Linked DNA regions of Mus musculus: all the other regions are linked to region 3. The links are chromatin contacts, called in public HiChIP or PLAC-seq, Micro-C and promoter capture Hi-C maps. All regions are on one chromosome and are shown on one strand. The core of a region is the stretch at or near the end of the contact, and the rest is flanking DNA. Distances in the headings are between cores, read along the strand shown. Region 1 has its middle 33 kb from the start of Micall2. Region 2 holds the start of Tmem184a (transmembrane protein 184a). Region 3 holds the start of Gpr146 (G protein-coupled receptor 146). Region 4 has its middle 2.9 kb from the start of Gm38727. Region 5 overlaps Ints1 (integrator complex subunit 1).

Evidence for each region. Promoter capture Hi-C pulls out the DNA fragments that hold promoters and counts their contacts. A called contact is a pair of places that touch in the nucleus more often than the background predicts. HiChIP or PLAC-seq counts read pairs in DNA pulled down with a chosen protein or histone mark.
Region 1: a Micro-C map of the G1E-ER4 cell line shows a contact between it and region 3. The contact joins the enhancer-like site here to the promoter of Gpr146 in region 3. A contact is called at or near these places in 7 of 39 promoter capture datasets (the 3T3-L1 cell line, 3T3-L1-derived adipocytes, the C10 cell line and 4 more), 3 of 484 Hi-C or Micro-C datasets (the G1E-ER4 cell line, nephron progenitors and olfactory sensory neurons) and 6 of 115 datasets of contacts at active chromatin or transcription factors (the NIH/3T3 cell line, bone marrow-derived macrophages, embryonic basal ganglia and 3 more).
Region 2: a FOXA1 HiChIP or PLAC-seq map of pancreatic cancer cells shows a contact between it and region 3. The contact joins the promoter of Tmem184a here to the promoter of Gpr146 in region 3. A contact is called at or near these places in 6 of 39 promoter capture datasets (the 3T3-L1 cell line, the HPC-7 cell line, cranial neural crest and 3 more), 3 of 115 datasets of contacts at active chromatin or transcription factors (large pre-B cells, memory CD8 T cells and pancreatic cancer cells) and 1 of 9 other capture datasets (liver).
Region 4: a promoter capture Hi-C map of pre-B cells shows a contact between it and region 3, with 2.2 times the contacts expected there. The contact joins the enhancer-like site here to the promoter of Gpr146 in region 3. A contact is called at or near these places in 4 of 39 promoter capture datasets (erythroid cells, fetal liver, liver and 1 more) and 3 of 115 datasets of contacts at active chromatin or transcription factors (large pre-B cells, memory CD8 T cells and pancreatic cancer cells).
Region 5: a contact with region 3 is called in an H3K4me3 HiChIP or PLAC-seq map of embryonic midbrain, with 5 times the contacts expected there. The contact joins the enhancer-like site here to the promoter of Gpr146 in region 3. A contact is called at or near these places in 5 of 39 promoter capture datasets (the 3T3-L1 cell line, 3T3-L1-derived adipocytes, cranial neural crest and 1 more), 31 of 484 Hi-C or Micro-C datasets (B cells, the Ba/F3 cell line, the G1E-ER4 cell line and 19 more), 10 of 115 datasets of contacts at active chromatin or transcription factors (the HPC-7 cell line, the NIH/3T3 cell line, differentiating embryonic stem cells and 7 more) and 2 of 9 other capture datasets (embryonic stem cells and macrophages).

What each region holds. Positions count from the first base shown.
Region 1 is chr5:139,700,909-139,705,440 of GRCm38.p6, forward strand. No RefSeq gene overlaps it. Among named protein-coding and RNA genes, the nearest start is that of Micall2, 33 kb to the right of the region's middle. Within about 2 kb of position 1,538, at least 25 of the 459 cell types and tissues checked have an H3K27ac peak or open chromatin away from gene starts, as enhancers often do. A contact at or near this core is called in the G1E-ER4 cell line and bone marrow-derived macrophages, where this site is marked.
Region 2 is chr5:139,811,898-139,816,951 of GRCm38.p6, forward strand. It overlaps Tmem184a (transmembrane protein 184a), which reads right to left and starts at 1,346. Exons shown (of 8, transcript NM_144914.3): 1 at 1,068-1,346. The coding sequence starts at 1,295.
Region 3 is chr5:139,378,683-139,383,704 of GRCm38.p6, forward strand. It overlaps Gpr146 (G protein-coupled receptor 146), which reads left to right and starts at 1,957. Exons shown (of 2, transcript NM_030258.5): 1 at 1,957-2,061. All of the region lies in intron 2 of 3110082I17Rik (RIKEN cDNA 3110082I17 gene), which reads right to left.
Region 4 is chr5:139,831,213-139,836,046 of GRCm38.p6, forward strand. No RefSeq gene overlaps it. Among named protein-coding and RNA genes, the nearest start is that of Gm38727, 2.9 kb to the right of the region's middle. Within about 2 kb of position 1,344, at least 14 of the 459 cell types and tissues checked have an H3K27ac peak or open chromatin away from gene starts, as enhancers often do. A contact at or near this core is called in pre-B cells, where this site is marked.
Region 5 is chr5:139,753,041-139,757,940 of GRCm38.p6, forward strand. It overlaps Ints1 (integrator complex subunit 1), which reads right to left. Exons shown (of 47, transcript NM_026748.2): 33 at 4,749-4,900; 34 at 4,548-4,671; 35 at 4,021-4,151; 36 at 3,404-3,491; 37 at 3,095-3,321; 38 at 2,837-2,960; 39 at 2,137-2,270; 40 at 1,867-2,059; 41 at 1,034-1,161; 42 at 421-533. Among named protein-coding and RNA genes, the nearest start is that of Mir7037, 12 kb to the right of the region's middle. Within about 2 kb of position 1,916, at least 9 of the 459 cell types and tissues checked have an H3K27ac peak or open chromatin away from gene starts, as enhancers often do. A contact at or near this core is called in differentiating embryonic stem cells, where this site is marked.

The DNA of each region.
Region 1 (4,532 bases), core at 288-2,787, 320 kb after region 3:
AAGATACCTCAGTAGACCAGCAGCAGGCTCGTGGCACAAGCCACAGGCACCTGGCCAGAGATCTCTGGTATGGCTGGCAGGAAAGAAATACCCAAGGCAGGCCAGGTGAACTAGGCTCCAAGTGAGTGGGCCAAGTGGGACCTAAACCCATCACTGGGGGTCGGGGGATGGGATGCAAAATGCAGAGCACTGAAGGATCTGACTGGCAAGTGGCAGGACTGGACTCCTGTCCCTTGGCTACCCAAGTCCTGGAAGGGAGAAGAGTCTCCAGGGAGATGGGAAGTGAACACAGAGTTCTTGTTCACCTCCCAGTGCAGATGGAATGTATCGGGGCTCTGAGGTCCTAAGTGCACCCCATGCAGTCAGGACGGAGTCACTCTAGAAAGGGAAACAGGTAATTGAGCACACACACACCAGCCCTGGGCTCCAGGTATGGTCCCCAGTTCTGAGATGCTCTCAGGGAGTCCTCAGGGAACCCTGTGTCACTTCTCTTACTCTCCACTAACCCCATTTTGGAACCAGGGTGCAACTTCAAGGTCCCTACTTCATGCAAGATGGTGCATGGTAGAGCTCGGCCAAAGTCTGTCGCTGTACCAGTGGACACTGGCTGCACTGATGTCCCCTGATGCTTGAAAAGCAGCTATGGCTCAAGACACAGGTCTTCCTCATTCTTTCATTTATTCGTAAAGAAAATACCAGAGGACCTTTGGCGGCCATTGCTGGATTGCCGCCGCCAGAATGAAATTCAATCCCTTCGTGACTTTTGACTGAAGCAAGAACCACAAACGCACTTCAACGCACCATCTCAATTCGGAGGAAGATCATACCTTCCCCTCTTTCCAAAGAGCTGAGACGGAAGGATGACGAAGTTCAGGTTGTCCGGGGACACTACAAAGGCCGGCGGATGGCAAGGTGGTCCAAGTGTACAGGAAGCACGCCACCCACATAGAACGAGTGCAGTGGGGAAAGGCTAACGGCACAACTCTCCCTGTGGGCATCCACCCCGGTAAGCTAGGGATCACCAGGCTAACGCTGGACATGGACCGCAAGATCGTGGAGAGGAAAGCCAAGTCCTGACAAGGAGGACAAAGAAGGGCAAATCGAGGATGAAACAAGAAGGTGCAGGAGCAGACACACTCCATAGGCAGCTTTCATTGTAGACTGCTTAAGTAAAAAGAAAAGAAAATACCAGAGGAGCCCCTATGGTGTGTGAAACACTCTTCAGGCACATTGGATCCACAGTGGGAGAGAAATGATCCTCCCCTACCCCCAAGACCTCAAGGTCCTCCACCTTAGATATCAGGAGACAGAGCTCCATCCAAACACTTCTCAGGACCCACTGCGAGAACACAAAGGCAGAATTACCCGGAGGCCCGGAAGTAGGGAGCCAGTTGTGAGGAAGGCAGCAAGCAAGCACGTGTGATGCACACACACACACACACACACACACACACACACACACACACCGCCGCCCCAGTCCCAGTCCCAGGAGCCTGGGAGTCGGAGAGGAAGTGAGAAGTACTGCAGGAAGATAAAGCCTGGGTGAAGACAGGGTCATGCCCCTGTGCCCGGAAAGAGTGTGTCACTCCATATCTCAGCTTCATCCCCTCCCGCCCCCTTCTTTCTACTACAGACACTAGAGCCCACAGCCAGTCCTTCCCAGCTGCTCCCCAAAGCCCAGAGCGTCTCTCAGTGCTCAAGGCTGAAGACTAGTGTGGACATGAGTGTTGGGAGCACGGCTCCTCCCCTAAGAACTCCCATATTTAACCCCATTCAAGAAGAGGAAGAATGCTACACAGGCCTGGGTCTGATCCGGGGCCATCTATAGGTTATCAAACACCAAGCACTGCTGGCAATCCCACAGCTACATCTGGGGTCTATGGAGAGCAGCCCAAATAACAGGTGGAGGACCAGTGTCCTGGCCCCTCTTCCATATACATAACCTGCTAGGTAACCATCTATGGGAATGAAGCAGCCACCACCACCACGACACAGCCCAGGAGCTCAAAGAGCCATCCATCCCTGGGTTCCAGCCTCCAACCTGCAGCTGACCTGCTGTGTGGCTTCCAAGAACTGCGGAGCCTCTCTGAGCCTCTAAGATCACCATATCTATATAGCAGAATGGTTCCTGGCACCTCCGAGCAGCCCTAGCCCTGGTGTGTGCCAGTCTGCCTGCCCCTGGTGGTCAAGGTGCTGAACTGCAATGGTTGGTTAAGACTGGGGAAGGGGGAGGGGCATCTAGATTGGCCCAAGCCCCTCTAACTTTTGTGTCCTTAATACATGAGAGGTCCTAGAGTGCCAAGGCCACACTGCTTCAGGTTACTACCACTGTGATGAAACACCATGATCAAAGCAACATGAGGAGGAAAGGCTTGGCTTACATTTCCACACCCATAGTCCATCACTGCTGTTAAGACAGGAGCACAAGAAGAGCAGGGACCTGGGGGCAGGAGCTGATGCAGAGGCCATGGAGGGGTGCTATTTACCGGCTTGCTTCCCCTGGCTTGCTCAGCCTGCTTTCCTATAGAACCCAGGACCACAAGCCTAGGGATGGGACCACCCACAGTTGGCTGCCCCACCCCCAATCAATCACTAAAAAAAGCCTACAGCCAGGTGGTGGTGGCACGCATCTTTAATTTTAGCACTTGGGAGGCAGAGGCAGAGAAATCAGAGTTTGAAGCCAGTCTGGTCTACAGAGTAAATTTCAGGGACAGCCAGGACTATATTTGGCTACCCTGGAACTTACTTTGTAGGCCAGGCAACTTGCTTCCCAAGTGCTGGGATTAAAGGTGTGCCCCACCATGCACGCGTGGGGACATTTTCTCAGTTGAGGTTCCCTCCTCTCAGGTGACTTTAGCTTAGGTCAAGCTTGGGCCATAAAACCATCCAGCACAACTGACCAACTTGTCACACAAACACATCACTGTAAAGCCACACCCTTCTCTCTCTTGTTCATCCCCAAGATCACACACTGATAGAAACATCACAATATAATCACTTTACAAATGAAAAAGGGCCCACAGTCTTACAAATTCAAACCCTTTTTTTTTTAAAAAAAAATCAATCTCTTTTTAAAAAAAAAAGTTCCAGTCTCTTTTATAAGTCCAAAGTCTCTCAACTTGTGGGACCCTATAAAATAAAATTAAAAAAAAATAAGTTAAGTGCTTTCTTATTTCAAAAGGAAAGAACAGTCCCACTCAGATCAAAGTAAAACCAAACTCCAGCCGTGTAAATAACTCGGTGTCTGATATCATATCTGGAACTCACTCACTATCTTCTGGGCTCCTCTAAGGGTTTGGGTCACTTCTCCGGCTCCACCCCCTGCAGCCCACACAAGCTTGCCCTCTAGGCTCTGACCAGCTCCACTCCATGGCTGCTGGTGTTCTTGGTGGTTGTCCCAAAGTGCTAGGGTCTTCTGCTGCAACTGGGCCCCACTTTCACCAATAGCCTCTCATAGGCTCTTTTCACAGTGCCAAGCCTCAACTTCTTTGCATGACCCTTTCAGTCCTGGGCCATCAACTGCCACCACGGCTGCAGCTTCACCAATGGCCTCTCTTGGTGACTCACAGCACCAAGCCTCAGCTGTTCTCCATGACCCCTTCATGTCTTTAAAACCAGTACCACCTGGGTGACTCTTAAATGTGACCAAGTTTAGCACCAGGTACAATCTTGACTGCTTCTGGAACACAACTAGCTTCTATGTGTTGACTCTGAGGAAACACTTCACAGATTTCACCTCAGAGCTGCTGGCCTTTTTGATCCGAGCTGATTCTTCAGCCCCAGATGATCAGCGTCCATCACCCCAGTAAAGCGAAGGTGTTACTACAGTGTTTCTGTTAGCTTGTGAATCACAGCTGAGTTTTCAACCCCAGCTGACCAGAACCAGGATTCTTTTTCTTTTTTTTTTTTTTTTTTTTTTGGTTTTTCGAGACAGGGTTTCTCTGTGTAGCTCTGGCTGTCCTGGAACTCACTTTGTAGACCAGGCTGGCCTCGAACTCAGAAATCTGCCTGCCTCTGCCTCCCAAGTGCTGGGATTAAAGGCGTGCGCCACCACGCCCGGCTAGAACCAGGATTCTTTACCCAAGATAGCTACTGCCTCTGATAGAGTCCTTAAGGGACTCCCAGACTTCCTCTGAGATTTCACAAGCCAGTCACACGTTGCCTGCTCTGTTCTTAACGTTCTTCTCTTCCAAGATCCCATAGAACAGCTCACTGAGATCTCAACAACACTCAATGGCTTTTCTAGCCCAAGGTTCCAAATCCTTAATTAATCCTCTCCCAAATACATGGTCTGATCAGTCAAAACACAACTGGTACTAATTGCTGTCCTAGTTAGGGTTACAGTTGTGATGAAACACCATGACCAAAGCAACTTGGGGAACAAAGGGCTTATTTGGCTTCTATTTCCACAGCTTTGTTTATCATTGGAGGAAGTCAGGGCAGGAACCTGGAGGCAGGAGCTGATGCAGAGGCCATGAAGGGGTGCTGCTTACTGGCTTGCTCAGGACCCAGGACCACCAGCCCAGGAATGG
Region 2 (5,054 bases), core at 96-2,595, 430 kb after region 3:
AGCTCCTTATCTGCTCCTTCCTCCCTCCCTAGCCTCTGTGGAGGGAGGACACAATGTGATCAGCCAACAAGAGACATTTCCCAGGCTGGTACCATATGGCTGGTGACCTTGGCAAGCTGCTTCCTCTTTTGCCTCAGTTTCTCCACCGGTAAATGGAGGTTGGTCTCTCTGGCTTCCTGCTGACCCTAAGAGCGTGCCTCGTGCCACCTCTGTGGCTAGGATGTGCCTGGCCTGCCCTCGGGCACGGATCTTTCTCCCTTGTATCCTGGTTACTGAGGCACACCTGGACAGGTACCAGCCAGCAGGTGAATGTCACAAGCCGAGGTGTTTGCTTTTGCTTCCTGCCCCCAGCTCACCTACTGACTCAGGCCCTCCCACTGTGCCAAGTGGGTGTTCCAGAGAGCCCGTGGCTCTCAGCTCCCTTAACCAACCTCCAGCTCCCCAGCTACCCCGCCACATTCTAGATGCCTGGCTTCTGCTTCCTGCTTACCCACCCTCCACCCCCAGCTCCTTGCCCCCTATTCTCGTAGCTCCCCATCTCTCCCCTCATACCCCCAACACACCTCCTGTTCTCCACTGTTCCAGTTCCTATCCAACTCAGTCCCCACCCCTCCTCCCCAAACTCCCTGTCTGGCTGGCTTGAGGTTCTCTATAGAGCAAGGTCCACGCCTTCGCCATCTCTGGAGGGGAAAGGCCCTTTCTCCTCCCACTGTGTGAGCCCGGGGAAACCCCTCCGTGTTCCTGTCTGTGAACTGGGATTAAGCTCTGACCTCAGGGAGTAGAGTGAGGGGCCTCAGACGTGACTGGGGATACCCACCCAGCAATCTGCCCTCACCTCGGCAGAGATCTCCCTCCTTAGGCCTGGCTCTGACATGCTAGCTCTGGAGAAGGGCCATAGACCCTTGAACACCATGCCTAGAATCCTACCATGTCTCAGTGACTGGTGCTGGGAGCTGTCCCTGGAGGTCCCATGATCACAGCATCTGTCCACGGGGCCCATCTGAGCTGGGCCAGGTCCCATAGCAACTTCCAGGCTCAGCGGGGATGGGGGTGCAAGAGGTGCTTACCTGGTGGCCGGTTAGCAGCAGAGCAGTCCATACAAACACGCCTGAAACGCCTCGGGCCAATGCGCTGGTGAGGAAGAGCTGGGGGGCCCCCTGCGAGCCGTTGTCCACGCGCTCCATCTGTGGCCCGGCTGCCACTGTGGGCATTGCCGGAGGGGGGCTGGGTGGAAGCCAGGTCGCTGACACGAGGGGGGCTCCGGCTGTCTTCAGAAACCCTGACGCATTCCTCATCTGCAGAAACCAGCAGAGGAGTGAGAAGCCAGGGAAGGCTTCTGTGGGAGTGTGAGGGGCAGGAGGTGGGGCCAGAGGTGGGCAAGGCCGTGTGGGTGTCACCTCGGGGTGGGTGTCACCTCGGGGCCAGTTCTGCCCAATGCACTTTCTGCCTGCCTGGCCACCGCCCCTACCACCATCATCCACAGAAGCTTCCCTGGGGGCCCACCACGGCCACCTGTCCCCTTTGTGAGAGTCTGGGTCTGATTTTCCCACCAGCTCGCCTGATTCTGGGCAGCTGTGGGCTCACACTTGAACAGGGGCCTAGCTGCTTTCCAGCCTGGGGCTCAGATCCTGGGGTGACAAACCCCCTCAGGTTCCTTCGGACCCTGGTTCTCAGACAGCAACTCTATAGAAGTCTAAGACTGCTCCTAACCAGGTGTCCACAGCACACCCCTGTAATCTCAGTACTCAGAGGCCAAGGCAGGTGGACTGTGCATCTGTGAGTATAAGGGCCAGCCTGGTCTACCTAGTTACTCTGTTTCAGAAAAGAAAAAGAAACTTAAACCCAAAACAACTTAAACTTAAACAAACAAACAAACAAAACCCCAAAGCTTGTTTCTACCACCGGCTGGGCAGTGGGGATTCACCTACCTGGGGCCAGTTCTGCCCAATCCAGCCCTTCCCCTCCTCCCCCCTCCTCCCCCTCAGGTGCCATCCGCCCCCGCCCAACCCTCCCCCCCCCCCTTGACCCGCCTGCAGGTACTCCTTAGGGTCTCAGAAGCTCCCGCGGCAAGTGATAGAGTGTGCGCCTGCCGGGAGGCAGCGACATTGGACCTCCTTGCTACCCTCAGTTGTCCGTCATGGGGGCGGGAGCCTACCTCTGTGAGCAGGAAGCTCTTTGGACCGGGCCTTGGAGGCCTAGCCTCCTCTGGGGCAGCCTGGCTGGTCATTCACTGGGTCATGTGGCCCCCAGTGGAGGCCAAGCTTCGGGTTGGGGCAAGGCTGGTCTCGGGAGGGTTGCGCTAGGCTAGGGAAGGCACACAGGGCCTCACCTGGCCAGTGGCCCACCTGGGCTTCAGGCTGAGGGAGGGGCGGAGGGAGGAGAAGCAGAGGCTTGTCCCCGCCCCTGGCGACACTCTATCCCGCTGGGACTGTTTGCCCAGTAGCAGCTGGCTTCCAGGAACTGAGGCTGGCAGGTGCCTTTCACCTGCTGGCACTAGGTAGTCAGGCAGTTTAGCAGGCAGGGTCAGGAAGGACAAAGGGTCTGCATAAGCTATGCTAGCTCCAGGGAGAAGTCCCCGAGGAGCCATCCAATACAGTGCTGCTTTCTGGGTGGTGAGAAAGGTCTAGAATAGTGTTTTTTTACCCTTCTCCATGCTTAGACGGTTCATGCTGTGATGACCCCCCACCCCCGACCATAAAATTATTTCTGTTGCTACTTCATAACGGTAATGTTGTTATTATTATGAATTGTAATGTAAGTATCTATGTTTTGTGATGGTCTTAGGCCACCCCTGTGAAGAGATCATTTGACTTCGAAGGGGTCAAGGCTCACGGTGAGAACCCCTGATTTAGAGCTAGACGTGGTGGTGGTTAGTGTGGGTGTCCCCACTGCTCCAGAATTGCGCACTTAAAACTGGGCAGGACTGGGAATGTTGCTCAGTTGGTAGAGTGCTTGCCTAGCATGCATGAAGCTCTGGGTTGCATTCCCCGCACTGCATAAACCAGGCATGGCGGTGTATGCCTATTATCCCAGCACTTGGGAGGTAGAGGCAGGAGAGTTAGAAGTTCAAAGTCATCACTGCTACATACCGTTTTAGGACTAATTGGGCTATATGAAAGTCTGTCTCACTGAATGAATGAATGAATGAATGAATGAACAAAAGAGTAAACAAAAAAGGGGTGGAGAGGTTAGTTTAGCCAAACTTCATGACACAGGCTTGTCTTCCCAGACACTTGGGAATCTGGGACAAGACTGATAATTCAAGACCATCCTAGGGGATACAGAGCAAGTTCAAGACCAGCTTGGACAACTTAGTCCTATCTTATTGGAGCATCTGCCTAGACTCCCCCAGTGAAGGGCTGGGGTGTGGCTCAGTTGTAGAGCCCTGCCTAGAATCCCCCAGTGAGGGGCTGGGGCATGACTCAGTGGTAGAGCCTCTGCCTAGAATCCCCCAGTGAGGGGCTGGGGTGTGGCTCAGTGGTAGAGCCCCTGCCTAGAATCCCCCAGTGAGGGGCTGGGGCATGACTCAGTGGTAGAGCCCCTGCCTAGAATCCCCCAGTGAGGGGCTGGGGCGTGGCTCAGTGGTAGAGTACTTGTTTAGCTTTCAAGCTCTGGGTTCCATCTCTAGCACTTCAAAATGGGTTTGGAAGGATCTGGCATGTAACACTTCTATGGAGAGAGGCTCATCTACCCTGGTTCCTAGAATAGGTGGGGGCTCTGGCCATATCTCAGGTCTGTTCTGGGCCCATGTAGGCCATACCACTCTGGGTACTGTCATGATGTACCCACCCTCTTCTGGTCCTTTGTACCATCTGGCCCTACTGGTGACTTAGCAGACAGAACCTCAGGCCACTTTCCTTTTGGAGTTGTGGTGTGGACACTGGGGTGTGTATGTGTGTGTGTGTGTGTGTGTGTGTGTGTGTGTGTGTGTGTGTGTGTGTGTGTTATCACGTGTCTGGGAAACTCCAGAAGCAAACAACAGTCTGAGGCTGAGCTCTGTCAATTCCCTGCTCCCGTACTGCTCCCTCCATGGTTTCCACCATAGATTCTAGGCACCATCCACTCCTGACACGCAGGCCCTGCATGGGCCATGGCTCCGGCAGCTAGGCTGGCTCTCCTCCCAGATACAACTGCCCCTGCACAGGGAAACTGTCACTTCTAACCACCGTGTTCCCCAATCCCATCGCTGTACATTTTCTTCTGAGATCCGTTTGTGTGTTTATCTGTCCTTAGTAGGAGTTTCTGGAATCTGGCACTGTGCCTGGATGGCCCAGTTGTGATGGCCTTGGCCTGAGGATCTCTTCCTGGCTGGAATTGCTACTGTGCCAAAGGCACCCCCACCCCTAGTCCCACTCTACCCCACAGAGACACCATTCAGTGTGTGGGGACAGGCTGTCATCCTTGGGAACAATGCTGAAGGCCAAACCCAGCTCTGCCCATGGCATCAATGGCTTTCGGGCTTTGCAGGGACTGCGATTCACCTTGCTGTACCACTCCTGCCGCTGCAAAAAAAAAGGGAAACTGAGGCTTCTCTGGACCTTGTTAAGGTTTGTTCCTAGAACCCAGCACAAGAGATGAATGAACCCCAGGTTCTACCTCAGGCCAGATGGACAGAATGACTGAGGCAACAGCAGGAAGCACTATGACTTGACATCAGGAGGACTTCCCTGCCTGGGAAGCAGGGAGGCCTGCTTGCTAGAAACAGGGCCAGTAGCACCAAAAAGGTGTCCTTGACCCTTGGGAAGCCCCTTGAGTCATGGCTGCCAGTGTGGAGGCCAGACCCAGGGGCATTCCTATGGTCCTCATAGATGTCCTATGCCTGCTGTGTTCATGCTTAGCTCTGTCATCCCAGGAAGGCCTTGGAGAGTCTGTCTAAACCTATCCCAGGCCTTGAAGGCAAGAGTTGTGAGGACCCCTGCCATCTCTACCCAACTTCATGCAGTCTTTTCCAGAAGTGACCTCAGCCCTCAGCCTTATCCTGCCTGCCCATGACCATGGACCCCCTTGCCTCTCTAGGCCTCAGTTTTCCCACACGTAAAGTGGGTTTAGTCAGG
Region 3 (5,022 bases), core at 707-3,206:
TTGATCCTCCCGCCTCCTATGTGCTGGGATTGCAGGCATCCACCGCCATACATTGTTTAGGTGGTGCTGGGGATGGGTCCTAGGCTTTATGCATGTTAAGTAAGCGTTCTACCAACTTAGCTACAGCCCCTAGCCCCCATCAAAAACTAATAATTAACTTAAACATATTCCCTGCTCCTGGCCAGTGTCCCCTAGATTCGAACCTTCCCAACAATGCTCAAATGCACGAGAGAAAGTGGAGAACATGGGGAACTGGTGAGGACAGATGTAACCCCACCACCACCCCAAGCCCACGAAAGACAAATGCAACGGCTCGGGGAAACAGGGCTGCTCTCTGGTTCCTGCCCAGCATTTCGAAGTGCCCTTGTGGAATGCAGCTGATCTTATCAACTGCCACTCCAGAACAGCCAGGAAGACCTGCCAAGTCCCAAGAATGTGGCCCGGGAAGGGAAGTTCCGGGCGTTTCCATGGCGCTTGGCCTCGGCAGGGCACTGGGCTGCTGTGTGAGCTGAGACTCGTGACCACTGAGTACACGGCCCGAGCAGGGGCCATGCCTGACCCTTAGGAGCCCTCCCTGCAGCACGAGGGAGGCCAGCTCTGTGGGATTTTTCAAATATCAACCTCAGAGCACGAGGTCAGACAGCAATTCACACACCCTACCATGTCCAAGATGTCTAGCTCGGGGACATGCCTGCTCAATGGGAGGACCGCCCGCAGCCGAGTCGGCGGCTGGGCCCTCTTACTCTGAACATCTGTGCTGTGCTTCGGGTGGTGCAGAGCAGGCAGCCAGTGGGGCCTTGCACTAGGAGGGTGCTCGGTTCACCAGCAGCACTCCCCAGTTGTGAGTGAAACCTCACAGGAACCCTCTGGAAGGCCCAGGAACCCTGACACTTCAGAGTCTCACCAGGAATCCTGAGGGTCAATTATTTATGGTTTACTTTCATTTTAGATTATGTGCCTATGGAGCCCAGAGGTCCACCTTGGCCATCATTCCTCAGGTGCTGTCCACCTTGTTTTTTATAAGACAGGGTTGGCTTTTTGGGGGTGGGGGTGGTTGGTGGCCTGAAATGTGAAAGTTAGATAGGCTGGCCCAAAGGGCCCCAGCGCCTGCCACCTCCCTAGCACTACAAGCACATGCTACCACACTCAACCTTTCTGACATGGGTTCTGAGGGATCAAACATAGGTCCTCCTGCTTGCAATTGGGCCAACAACTCCAGGACCCTCCCCCCACTTTTGACAGTCTTACTTTGCAACCCCAGTTGGCCCAGAATTTGCTATGTAAGCTACAACAGCCTTGGATTTATGGCAGTCCTTGCTCTGCCTCTTGAGTGCTGAGATTATAGATGGGCACCATCATGCCCAGTTAGGCTATCTGTGTGTGTGTGTGTATTTTGTTGTTGTTACTCTTTGTTTTTTAAGATCTCATGTATCCCAGGATACCCTTCAGGTGACTATGTAGCCAGGGACAGCCTTGAACTTCTGATCCTCCCTGCTCTATCTCCTGAGTGTTGGGACTACATGTATGCACGCACCACTACCCCTGGCTTATGTGGTGTTGAGGACTAAACGCCGGGCTTCCTGACTGTTAGGCAAATACTCTAAATGGCACCATTCCCACTTTCATGTTGGACAGCAGCTACACAGTGGGTCGGAGCTGTTTTCTCCGGACAGCTCCACTTAGACGCCTCTAGGACCGGGGAAGCACAGGTCGGGGAAATTACAAACTTTAATGGGGGCAGGTGCGCCGCCCTCCAGCATTAAGGCGGCCGGCCGTGGCTGGCCAAGGGGATTGTCCGTTCGGACTGGGGGCGGAGCCTGCGGGAACTAAGCACCGGTTCCAAGAAAAGGGCGGAGCCACCGAGCTGTGGGTCGGGAGAGAGGGCAGGGCCTGACGGCGTTGCTCGGCGGGCGGGGGCGGGACCACGCGAGCAGCCCCCGGGGGCGGGACGGGGTCACGTGTGTACACAGCCCCCACGGCGTGCGCGCCGTGAGCTCCGCTGCCTCCTGCAAGCCCAGCTGCCCGCCCGCGGCCGGTGCGCGGGCCGCCGCCCAGCGAGCGGTGAGTGGGGCCCGGGGAGGGGAGCCCCTAATGCTCTGTTCCAGGCGGGAGGAGACCGCGCCAGGCTGCGCTGGGTGGACGCCAGGGACAGGGAGTGTGGTCCTGAACCCGCGGCGGGCGGTGGGTTTGCTGCCCGAGGAGGCGGACGGGCTCTCCTAGGACGCTACGGTTACCATCTTCGTCCCTTCTGTTGGTTAAGAGCGTCAGGACATTTGGAACCCGTGCGTAGAGATAGCGGAACTTGCGCCATCGGCCCTGAACATTCATCGGGCACGGGAGGCAGTACCAGCAACTAGAACCCCAAGTGAAGGGATACAGTTTCTTCGGTCCTCAGGCTTGCTGACTAGGACTAACTTAGTACCCGCTGTCCAGAACAGCACCTGCCAATTTAGCGCGCCCCGGTCTGTGATTATGTTCTTGCGAGCTGCATTCCTATTCTCGTCCTGATCCAGCAACCTGACATCTATGTCCACCTCCATGTATCAGAGGCACTGATAACCTGGGGTTAAGCTAGCTTGAAAGAACTATAAGTTAATCCTATTGAAACGCCTCTGGACGTGTCCTGAGGCCACTCCACCCATAGGGGACCAGGCACTATCTCTGTGAGTGCAAGGAAACACTATTAATAATTACACTAAGGGTACAGTCACATTATCCTAACCTGCCATGTAAGTCTTTGAAGAACAACCACAAGGTCCAGATTTCCAAACTAGAACCTCTGGTTGCTCCCAGGGTACAGTGTATCAGTGTCCCCGTGACTCTTTTTTTTTTTTTTTTTTTTTTTGGTTTTTCGAGACAGGGTTTCTCTGTGTAGCCCTGTCCTGGAACTCACTTTGTAGACCAGGCTGGCCTCGAACTCAGAAATCCGCCTGCCTCTGCCTCCTGAGTGCTGGGATTAAAGGCGTGCGCCACCACGCCCGGCTCCCCGTGACTCTTGAATGGGCTCATGAAGAAAGCTGCGACACATCCAGCTAAACCTAATGTGGGGATGCATGGGGATTTAGGTCAGAATGTGTAGGCTGAGTAGTTGGGAGGGGATGCCTGTGTGGTTCACAGACTGGAGGAGACTCTTGCAGCTCCCTGGGCATTCTCTCCTTCCTTACCCCACAATGTCCTAGCATAATCCCCTCCTTTAATGACCCAAACATACTGAGACATGAAGCCAAGCCCTTGGGGGAGTGAGATCTGTGCTCACAAGTGAGGCTCCTGTTTTCCTTAACCTGCCCTAGTTACTTGCTCCTGCCTGCAGCCTCTCAGCTTCCCTGTGGCTCGAGCTGTCCTGACCCAGCAGCCGGACAGTTCAACCTACAAGTCTGGCTGGCCAGCACTGGGTCACATGTGTCTCTGAGCTCTCAAAGGCCCTGGTGGCCCAGGACTCCAAGCACCACAGAGGCTTCAAAAGGCAGAGAGGACTCGGTCTGCAGAGAGACGTGGTTGACTTTTCAGCAGAGACGCAGAGTGACCTGTGCACCCCAATGTCCACTCTGGGGACCCTTTCATACAGGAGTTTCCCCATCTGAATTAGGAGCGCTGTAAACCCAGCAGAGCATTGTTGTGATGGGAGCAAATGTGACAAGATGAGTAAAAATAACCACCAGAGCCATGATAAGATCTGTGGCTTTGAGCACTTCCCTGCAGGTGAAGCCACACCCAGGTTTTTTTAAAAGCTGAGGTTATCAGGAGCCCAGATGGGGGTGCACGCCTACCCGGTGACTGAAACGGAGACTATCTGTTCTGAGTTTGCTCCTTGTTCTGAGGACGCCTCTATTTATCTATTTTTGTTGTTGTTGTTGCTTATTTCCCACTACCTCCTCCTGGTGTTGTGTCTGTAGTTGAGGCTACAGGCCTCAAACTGTGTTAGTCAGGGAAAGAATCCAAGTTAACAAGTAAACTGTGAGCAGAAGAATAAGTTCTCTCTTCCTCCAGGGAAAAAGGCAGCCCAGGGTCCCATATAGGCACCCTGCCTGCTCTGAGGCAGAAGTAATTTGGTCTCAGCCTCTCTATCCCCCACCCAGCTCTCCTGCAGCTGGCAGCAGCTCTCTTCAGAGAGAGACAGGGCGCTGTTTTTATGTTGTATCTAAGCAAGCTGCCTGGCCCAAGCTTGCTCCTCTGCACACAGAGAGATAGGCTGCTGTGCTCAATGGACCCAAAGCAGACTGCCTGGCCGCACTCCTTCCTCTGCAGTGTGAACTGGGGAGAGCAAGAGGCTCTGAGAATCCAAACCACTCATGTACGTCATTCAGCTTTCTTATCACAGGCCAGGAAGGCAGGGGCGGTTACAGGAATCAGCCTGAGCAATCCACGTGCGTGCGCAAAATGCCTGCCACAGCCTCTGCCTTCCTGAGCTGTGAGCTCCTACCGCTGAGTGTTGTTTGCCAAGGCTTCTGATCATCACTACAAAGGGAAATAAACATCTAGAAGTCATTTTTGAAGCACTTAATTTTAAAACATGCAGCCAAAGTTGAGTCTCCCGGTGCACAGCAAGCAGGTCCCCTTATAGCAATCCAGCAGGCCTAGAGCAGCAGATGGCCCTCTGTGACTGTTTGCATATTAATCCGAAAGTCGAAGGAGTCAGGGCATGACTGCAGTCTGGTACGAGGGGCACCGTGTCCAGTCTCTGCTGTCCTTTCATTTACAGATCTCCAGCCGGGCACTGGGGCACAGCATGGGAGCCTCCCCATCTACAGAGGCGCCACAAAATAAGATGGGAGATGGTGCCACCCAGTGCCTAGCTGAGGGCCCGAGGTCAGAGAGGTGCAGAGAGGTGTTCCCAAAGGTGCACTCAAAGGTCCACCAGACGAACAGGGAGCAAGGGCCTAGGTAGGCTAGGACTTGTAATGAAAGCCAGAGGTGGTCCCCCCCCTTTTTGTTTGTTTGTTTGTTTTCGAGACAGGCTTTCTCTGTATATCCCTGGCTGTCCCAGAATTCACTCTGTAGACCAGGCTGGCCTCGAACTCAGAA
Region 4 (4,834 bases), core at 94-2,593, 450 kb after region 3:
CTGAAAGTCGACGTGAGAGGCTGGGGACGAAGCTCAGTTGATAGACGAGCACTTGCTTAGCGTGCATACAGCCCCCCTCCCCGCCCCGTTTGATTCTCAGCACTGCTTAAACAGATCATGATAGTGTCTGTCTGTCTTGCTTGACTGGGAGGTCAAGGCAGGAGGATCGGGCCACATAGTGAGTTCAAGGCTAGCCTGGGATGCGTGAGATCGTGTCTCAAAAAGAAAATGAGGTTGCTAGAGAGATGGCTGAACCAGCAAGAGGACTGGCTGCCCTTTCAGAGGAACCGACTTTGAATGGCAACACCTACAGGGTCACTAACAATCCTCAGTATTTCCAGCCCCATGAGGTCCAGTGTCCTCTTCTGGTGTCCGAGTTCACCAGGCAGGCGTGTGCACACACCCGTATACAAGCAAAACACCCATACACACAAAAAATTAAAAATGCAAAAATAATTAAAATAAGCTGATTGAGAGGCAGAACTGGGTTCCACAGTGAACCTGGCTGTTTCCCCAGAACCCATAGCCTGTGACTCACAAGCTCCCAGGATTCCAGTTTCAGCAGAGCCCGGGGCCTTATTTTGGTAATAATAGAGTATTTGTCTAATACTCTAGACATTTTAGTTATGAATGTAGTCAGGATTAACCTACAGAAATAACAATAATTGCAGAGTTGATCTGCATGTTTATAGGGTCACAATTTTTTTTTTTATAACAACCTGGATGGTAGTTCAACCATGATCCTCCGGTAGGATTTTCCAACTCTGTATAAAGAGGAGTGTGCTGATTTTGTACCTATTTACTTTTTTTATTATTTTTAAAAATTTTTTATTTTATCGTTGGATATTCAATCAAATGGCTTCAGGGAACAACTTCAGGTGTCCTTCTTTGGGCCCCCTTCGCCTTTTGTTTTGAGATAGGGTGTATTGTTGGTCTGGACTTCACTAAGTAGGTTAGGTTAGCCAGCCTGGGTGCTTCTAGAGGTCCCTGGAGCCCACCATCAGCTTCCTGTCGGTGATTCAACTTCTTCCAGTCAGTTCATACAAAGGGTTCCTACGTGTAATGCTCCTTATCAGTCTTCTTCACTGAACACCAAAGCTAGGAAGTTCTCTCAGAGCGTGGCCCGTGACTGCACTTCCTCCTTTCAGGGATTAAATGACACACCATTTGCCAAAAGGCTTCGTTTCGGGGGACCTGATACATCCAAGATGTGCTTGGTAGAGTTTCCATCCCTTCCCGGGTCAACAGAGCCATTGCTGCTGCTGGACACACAGACCCAGGAGTACATCTGTGGCTTGCTCTCTGATGTCTCTATTCATGAATATTTGCAAGCAGAAGCATGGTGAGTCAGACCAGTGGGCACGCCTGTATTCTCAGAACTTGGGAGGCCAAGACACGAGAAGCATGAGTTCTAGGTAGCTGGGCTACTTAGTTGAGACTCTTTAAAGAAATGATCATTCTTGATTGTTAATGTGAGTGGGTCTGGAATCAGCCAACAGGTAAGCCATTGAGCACACCTGTAAGGGACTGCCTCGATCCTTTTAATTGAAGTGGAAAGACCCATTCTGCCAGTGGGTGGTACCTTCTGTTGGCAGTTCAGACAAAAAGAAGTCTGAGAAAGAAAAGCGTTTGCTCTTTTGCCTGCTCACCTTCATGCCACACTAGCAAGCACATCTACTTTGTTGTCATCTTGCGGCCACCACCACCAGAACCCAGCTTCTTTAGCCTTCCAGCATGGACCAAAGACCTCTGCAGAACCCCTCTGCCTTCAGCACTGACTGAGACTGCGGCGACATCCAGCCTGGGCATGGACAAGGCGGGTATCAAGTTCTCATCCTCTTCGGAGTGAGCCAGTCATTGCCAGACTTCCCAGACCACTTTATATAAGCCAGTCTGGTAAGTCTCCCTGTAACATAAAACTGACAAACCGTTCTGTTCCTCTAGAGAATCCCGACTTAAACATCTTGTTTCAAAATTTTTTTTTCAATAAAAATAATTCAAAGAAGGACAAGGGCTGGCAGTGTGGGAACCGTACGTACGGCCTCTGTAGCTCCCACTCCATGCTTGGTAAGCCTTAAAGCAGCTTCAGAGACACAGCTCCATCCTTCAGATTTGCTGGGATGATGGCTTAGAGGGAGGTAACACAGGAGGAGTCAGGCTTTAGGAGTCTTCTTCCTGCTAGCCACTCTGCAGCTGAGGGCAGATGGATGGATAGGTGGGTGGGTTGGTTGGTGCATGGATGGGTGGGTGGGTGGGTGGGTGAGTGGATGGATGGATGGATGAATGGGTTGGTGGATAGGTGGGTGGGATGGATGGGTGGATGGATGGATGGATGGATGGATGGATGGATAGATGGATGGATAAATGGGGGTACATGGATGTCTTCCCCACACACACACTCCCATTCCAGGCTCTGCAGTTGACACTCAGCTTCATCAATGCCCTGCCTGTCTCCTGCTCGGAGATGTTCTGGGCTTCACTGAGTGGAACTGTGGACTCCACTAGAACCAAGTCCAGCTTATAAAGCTCTAGCTCAGGGATTCTCAGCCTTCCTAATGTGTGACCCTTTAGTACAGATCCTCCTGTTGTGCTGATTCCCAACCATAAAATTATTTTCATTCCTACTTCATAACTGTAATTTTGCTACTGTTATGAGCCATAATGTGTTTCCTATGACCCTAAGTGACCTCTGTGAAAGGTTCTCACAACCCACAGGTTGAAAACAGCTGCTCTAGGGAGAGACTAATCAGAAATAGGCTAAGTCCTACACTCAAGGCACATTCACATACTAGGTCTGATCTGACCTGCAGAGGGTCAGAGATCGCAACATCTATCCCTATGGCGATGAGTCACTGATCTACTCATGACTCGCCTTCTAGTTATTTCCAATTACATCCCAATTCTGCGATGACAGGCACCCTCCACATCACCTGGCTCTGACCACTGACCTTAATATGTGTGCATACACACATACACCACACGCGCGCGCGCACACACACACACACACACACACACACACACACACACACGTGTATGGGGACCACTGTGCCACTGCACACATGGAGGTCAGAGGGGAACCTGTAGGAGTGGGTTGATTCCTTTCTTCCATCACATGGGTCCTGAGAATTGGACTCAGGTTGGCAGGCTTGCTGCGCCATCTCACCAGCCCTGGGCTATTTTCATTTCCTATCATACAGTCAAGAAACAACAGAGCCTGGTGTGGCACACCTGCAGTCCTAGCATTTGGCAAGCAGAGGCAGAACGTCCAGGAGCACAAGGTTCCTCTGGGTTATACAGAGGCTTTGAGGCCAGGCATTTGAATATATATATATATATATATATATATATATATATATATATTTTTTTTTTTTTTTTCATGCTGGGATGTGGTGTGCCTGTAATCCCAGCACTAGTGTGGCAAAGGCAGGCAGATCTCTGAGTTCAAGGCCAGCCTGGTCTACAGAGTGAGTTTCAGGGCAGCCAGGGCTATACAGAGAAACCCAGTCTCGAACAAACAAAACCCCAAAACAATTAAACCAAAAAAGGAGGAGGAGAAAGAGGAAGAGGAGGAGGAGGAGGCGGCCGCCGTTGTTTTCCCTGTCATGGAAGCCCACTCTCATTGCCTCTGTCAAGATTGTCAGTCTAAATGCAGTGTACTTTTTCCCCTCCAGGAGATATGGAGGGGCTGAGGCGTGGCTCCAGGAGCCCTGCCTAGAATTCCCCCAAAGTGGGGCTGGGATCATAGCTCAGAAGTTTACATTTGCTTAGGACTGAGGCAATCATAGAAACCTTGGGTCATCTTATTGTTTGCTCATTTCACAGACGAGGGAACAGAGGCCCTCAGAAGACAATAGAATTATTCTAGAACCTTGGAAAGCTATCTCCAAGACAGAAGGATTCGCCATGTATGTCTCTCCCCCTCCTTGCCCCAGGCTGTAGCTTTGGAGCCCTGTTTGGTCACCTCCACCACCCACTATGATGGAGTTTGAACCCAGATGCTTGGCCAACTAAGCAAAGGCTCTATTACTGATCAATCCCTCCAGCCCTTCACTGGGGGAGTCTGGGCGCGTGATCTATTGTGGTGCCATGTTCCTTGCTCCTCTCTGGGGAAATTCTAGGTAGGAACTCTACTACTGAGCTACATCTTCAGCCCTCTCTTTACTATCTTGAGACAGGATGAGTTGCCCAGCTGGCCTTGAATTCATTGTGTAGCTCAAGTATGCCTTGAGCTTGCAATCCTCCTGCCTCAGTTTCCCAAGGAGCTGAGATTCCAGGCCTGGGACAGCAGGTCCAGCTGCAAAACTGATTTTTTTTTCTTTCCAGAGCAAAGCAGTGTTGTGAAGTGAGATAGTATGATGTGACTCTTCAAATTGGCCCATGTGTGTCCCTAGGCTGGTGCAGAGGTGCATGTGGCAGTGGTGGAGGCTCAGCACAGGGCTTTCTGGTCACGAAACAGAACCCCAGGGGTTATATGGAAGAAGGACTCACAAAAGGGATTTCTGTCTTTGTATGTTTGGAAGGTTTTCCCCACATTTGAATATCTACAGTTTTGCAAAGAGTCAGGAAGGCTTTCCCACATCCCAGTGTTGACAGCGTTGCAAGTTAGCATAGCGCCAAATGCTCAACCATGAGACAGCTGCTGCTAAACCCTGCCTGTGCAAAACAAGCACGGTGCTGAAGGCAAGCCAGTGGTGCTGAGAGCTAACAAGGGTGCAGGTCAACTGGAACACCTACTATTGTTGGCAGGCATGTGAAGAAGTACTGGCGTGCTGGAAAGCAGTTGGGTAACCAGTCTCGCTTTGTTTTCAGTGCTGGGAATAGAACTCAGAGCCTC
Region 5 (4,900 bases), core at 666-3,165, 370 kb after region 3:
TGCCACTCCACATGGGAGGCTTGTGTCTGTGCAGCATGTCCACTATGAAGGACCTTCTATGTGCCTTCAGGCAGCCCGAGACTACAGTCAATCTGGCCAACAGAGGCAGCAAAGGGTAGCGTCCCACCTGTGGAGCATGAGCCACCATCAGGCAAGTGAGGTAGGTGTAAGACCTTGACCTAAGGACCAACCTGCCCGGGCAGCACACGGGAAACATCCAGAAAGGTAATGTCTGAAGCAGAACCAAGCATTTCCATGAGGCGGCTCTGTTCAGTCAGCTTGGTCATGGCACCGTGCGCGTACACGCACGTGCGCATACACACACACACACACACAGAGGACAGATGAAGCTTCAGGGCTCAGCCACACCCACCAGGACCCTCCCTACAACCCCCCCCAAGAGCTCACCTGTCTGCTTACCTTCGCCTTCCTCATCCAGGCCTTGGTCAGTTCTCCCATCCCGGCTGGGCAGGCTGAGCCCTGCCAGTAAAGACTTCAACATCACCAGGTCACTGTTGTCAAAGGACAGGTCACTGTGGAGGAAGCACGGGTTCACTTCAGAGGAGGGCAGGCGGGGAAGAGTGCCAGGCAAGGAGAAGCAGCAGGGCAGGAAGGAGGGCCTGGGGTTAGGCAAGTGCAAAGAGAAATGGTAGGGAGGAGGGGTGAGTGAGGAGGAGTGAATAGGGAGGAGGGGTGAATGGGGAGGAGGGGTGAGTGAGGAGTGAATAGGGAGGAGGGGTGAGTGAGGAGTGAATGGGGAGGAGGGGTGAGTGAGGAGTGAATAGGGAGGGGTGAGGAGGAGTGAATGGGGAGGAGGGGTGAGTGAGGAGGAGTGAATAGGGAGGAGGGGTGAGGAGGAGTGAATGGGGAAGAGAGGTGAGTGAGGAGGAGTGAATGGGGAGGAGGGGTAAGGAGGAGCAAGTGGGGATGAAGCTGAAGGCTGCAATTCAGACCAGAACATTCACTGTCTGGACTGCCCCTCCTGGCTCCAGTGTGGGGCCACTGGCCAGCCTGGGCAGGTGTGGGGACTCACTGGAGGGGCTCTGCGTGCTTCTGCAGGAAGGCCACGGCTGCTGGTGCGCTGCAGCCCACGTACTTGTGGATGAACTGAACGAACTTGCTAATGAAGGGAGCCAGGTGGCGGGAGGACTTCCGGTAGTTCTGTAGAGAAGGCAGAACCACCAGAGGCTTCCTCAGACCCTCTACACCATACATGACCCCCATGACAGCCATGAGCACAGAGCTAGCCTGACTGGGGCCTGATGTTTTGTTTTTTATTGAACGAATGTTTTGCCTGAATGTATGTCTGTATGTCTGTGCACTACATGGGTGTCTGGTGTCCTGGAACTAGAGTTTCTCATGCTTGTGAGCCACCATGTGGGTGGTGGGACCCAAACCAGGGTCTTCCTTTGCGAGAGCAGCTAACGCTCTCTAATCTCTAAGCCCTCCTTCCAGCCCCTGAGTCAGACCCTGATATTGCCTCAATATTATAGCCAAGGCTGGTGCAGAACTTACAATTCTCCTGCCTCAGCTACCCTCGTGCTGATTGCAGGTGTGCTACTCTGACACCTGGCTGGCCTGGCTTTTGTTTTCATAATATTATGTATATACTAGGCATATGACACCAACAAATAGCACCCATGGGACTTGAATGTGGATTCCCCAGGCAGGGGATACTGGGGCTTAGGAGCCTCAGTGAAGAGCTGGTCTTCAGACAGTGGAGACAGAAGCCACTGGGCAGTGGCCTGGCTTTGGCCCTGGCTCCAGGCTGTCCTGTAGGAGCAGAAGGGAGTCAGGCAAGGACAGGAGGGGCCATGGGAGGATGTACGGCTGAGGAATGTGGGGGACAGTCTGCCTGGCACCCACCAGGAGCAGGCGGATAAAGGATCGCAGGCAGTCCCAAAGCGCCCCCTGGTGTTCGCTCTGGAACACACGCGGCTGCAGCAGCTCCAGGATGCCCAGCACATGCAGGAAGAAGGCCAGGTGGTTCTGCTGCCGGAACTCCTGGAAGTTCAGATGAGTGCGGCCGTGCAGGAGGGCTGCGATCATGGGCAGGTGCCTGGGCAGAGCAGAAGAATGTCCCTGGTTACACCTTCCCCCGAGTCACCCAGCACCACAGGCTGTGACAGCACGCACCTCAGCAGCAGGACGGGGTGGGCCACAGCCAGCTTCCGGCAGGCCATGTTGGCGTCAGCCACTCTGCTCTCAGAAGACCGGGAGTCGCTGGTGTCTGCCAGGAGCGTGATGAAGCGATGGACGAGGCCGTCCAGCTAGGGGGAGGGGAGACTACTTGCCTATACACCGTCTGAACTCCCCCTACCCCCTCATGGCCCAGGACATCACGCAGCAGCAGACACACGCTCAGCACGGACACTCTAGCGATCACACCAAAGGCAGGAGCTCATGTGGCCCCTCACACAAAACTCCAGAGGACGCAAGCTGGTCTGCCCTGCTGAGGCACAGTGGAGCTGGCCAGAATGGGTAGGAGGTGGAGACCTCTGGGGTACTCTGGGGTGACAGTGCACGACCCTCGTGATGGAGGCCATGGCCCCATATTGTCCACATGACACACATGTGCTGACTCCTGTCTGCCCACAACCTGGGTACAGAAAGGGGAAGGGGCATCCCTCTGCCCCAAGCTGCATCCAGAGGAAGAGCCTAGCACAGTAAGGTCTAGCTCTGGTGAGGTGAGCTAAGGTGAGACTGATGGCACCCCCACTCCAGGCTCTATGGGGACTATGCCCCTCACCTTGTGGTGAGGTTGATGGTGCAGCCCCCCCCCCGCACCCCATCCTCCAGCCCCCACCCCCTGCTCTGTGGAGACTGTGTCCCTCACCTTGCAGATGCTGCTGCTGGTGGCACCTTCACTTTGCAGCAGGACCTCGGGCACTGGCACCCGGACCTCTGGCCGCTGCAGGTACAGTTGCAACAGCAAGTCTCGGCAGCGCTGGCCCAGCACACTGGAAAGAGCAGAGGGGAGAGGGACTGGGTCACTGGGATGGTGTGGCCAGGGGAGGGACATGTACTGAAGGAGCCACTCCCAGGTGACACAGCAGCCATCTATGGCAAGGGGACACAGTGGGGACTCAGGTACCTGTCCCCCCATTGCTGGATGCAGCTGGTCAGGTGCTCGGTCACTTTTCCAATGCTCTCATCATTGCTACGGCAGCAGCTAAGCAGCAGGGGCAGCCGGGTCTGGATAAGGGTGCGTGCAGCACTGTCCCCATCCTGGCTCCTGGTCTCTGCCTCGGACAGGATAAGCTCCACCAGGCTGAGCAGCTCTGGGCCCTGCACGTGGAGCACCAACTCCTCCCGCCGCTTCTGCAATCAGGAGGCTGCAGGTCAGCCCCAGGATGTGTGTGCAGCCACCACCCATGGGTTGGGCTAACCTCTTGAGACCTGCCTGTGGAGTGCGCTGGTCCCGGCCCTGCCAGATCCGGGGGACATGGATACAGGCCCAGAGGAAGTCCAGGGATGCTGAAGGGTCGAGCCTGGGAGGAGCAAGCAATGCCAGGGTAAAGTTCCTAAAAAAGGGACCTCAGTAGAGGGCCACCTCTGTCCTTCTGAGGAGTCCCTAGTCTTTGGTCTCCCTGACCCACACACTCCCAGGTCTTGTGTTTGTGAGCTGGGCACCTGATGGTTCCTATGAGAAAACTCAAGCACAGCCTGTGCCCACACTATGGGCCTGTCACAGTCAAGGGACCACAGGCTGGATGGGCAGCTTGCCACAGCTCTTTTGCCTCCTGTACCATGGCGTGGACGTAAGCCAAATTCTCCACAGACAAAAATGTGCCAAGGAGATGGGAGGGCCTGGACTGTCTACCCCTAGGTGAGGGGCTGGGCACCAAAAGCAAAATACTGGCCCTGCTATTGAGGGCTTGCAGGTGCCCAAGGCACTGAGCACAATAGCACCCCCCTCAGGAGATGCTGCCCTGAATAGAGGTGGAAGGGACACAATTCATGGTTCACACAAAGTTGCATCCAGGCCGAGAGGCTCCTGGGGTCTGCAGTTGGCCTCACCTCTGCTCACGGCTCTTGCCTAGCAGGACACGGATGCAGCAGTGCAGCGTGGACCAGCTGGCCTGGTGCGTGAGGAGGGCCAGGAGGTAGGGGCGGAAGGAGAGCACCTGGGCACTTATGTGGCCTTTGCCCTGGAGAGGAAAAAGGCCAGGGTGATCTCAATTGGGCCAAGGGCCACCAGTTCTGACAAGCCATGTCAGCTGACCATGTTCTGGTAGGGCCACCCATGACAGCAGCTAAGGGCCTGGCCATCTTCTCTCTTGCCCTGGACAAGGGCTGGGTTTAAATGACAACGCACAGCCAATCCCCTCCCTCATTTCCCACATCCCTGGGCCTACCTGGGTTCCCCAGACTTTAGGCTCTGTGGAACTATCCTGCCTCACCCCATTCCAGCCCCAAAGAGACATGCACCACTCACTGCCTGGGACAGGGAGCCCAGGCCTGGCTAACCCCACCCCTCTGGAGGCTACAAGACATAGTCTGGAGTGGCAGCACTGTGGGAGAGCACCGGGCCATGTCCCTGTCACCTTTCTCCGTGAGAAGAGCAGCTTCCACTGTAGGTCAGGGCAACTACAGACCACTTCGGGGTCCAGCGTCTCCAGCCAGTCCACAAGCAGCCCAGAAGCTGGTCCCAGGCGCATGGCTTCCGTGCTGCGGGACAGAGGGTCAGAGCAGAGACTAGGCTGCAGAGCCACCCCCCTGGCACCCACGGCCACACTCCCAGTTACCTGGCACCCTCCACCTCCTGCTTGCTGGGGCCCAGGAGCTCTTCCTTCTCCTGTAGCAGCAAGGAGCTCACCACCACAATGGGCCCAGAGGCTGGGCTCGGGCACGAGGTCTCTGTGGTGGCTGAGAAGAGCGCTGTCAGCAACTCTTCCAA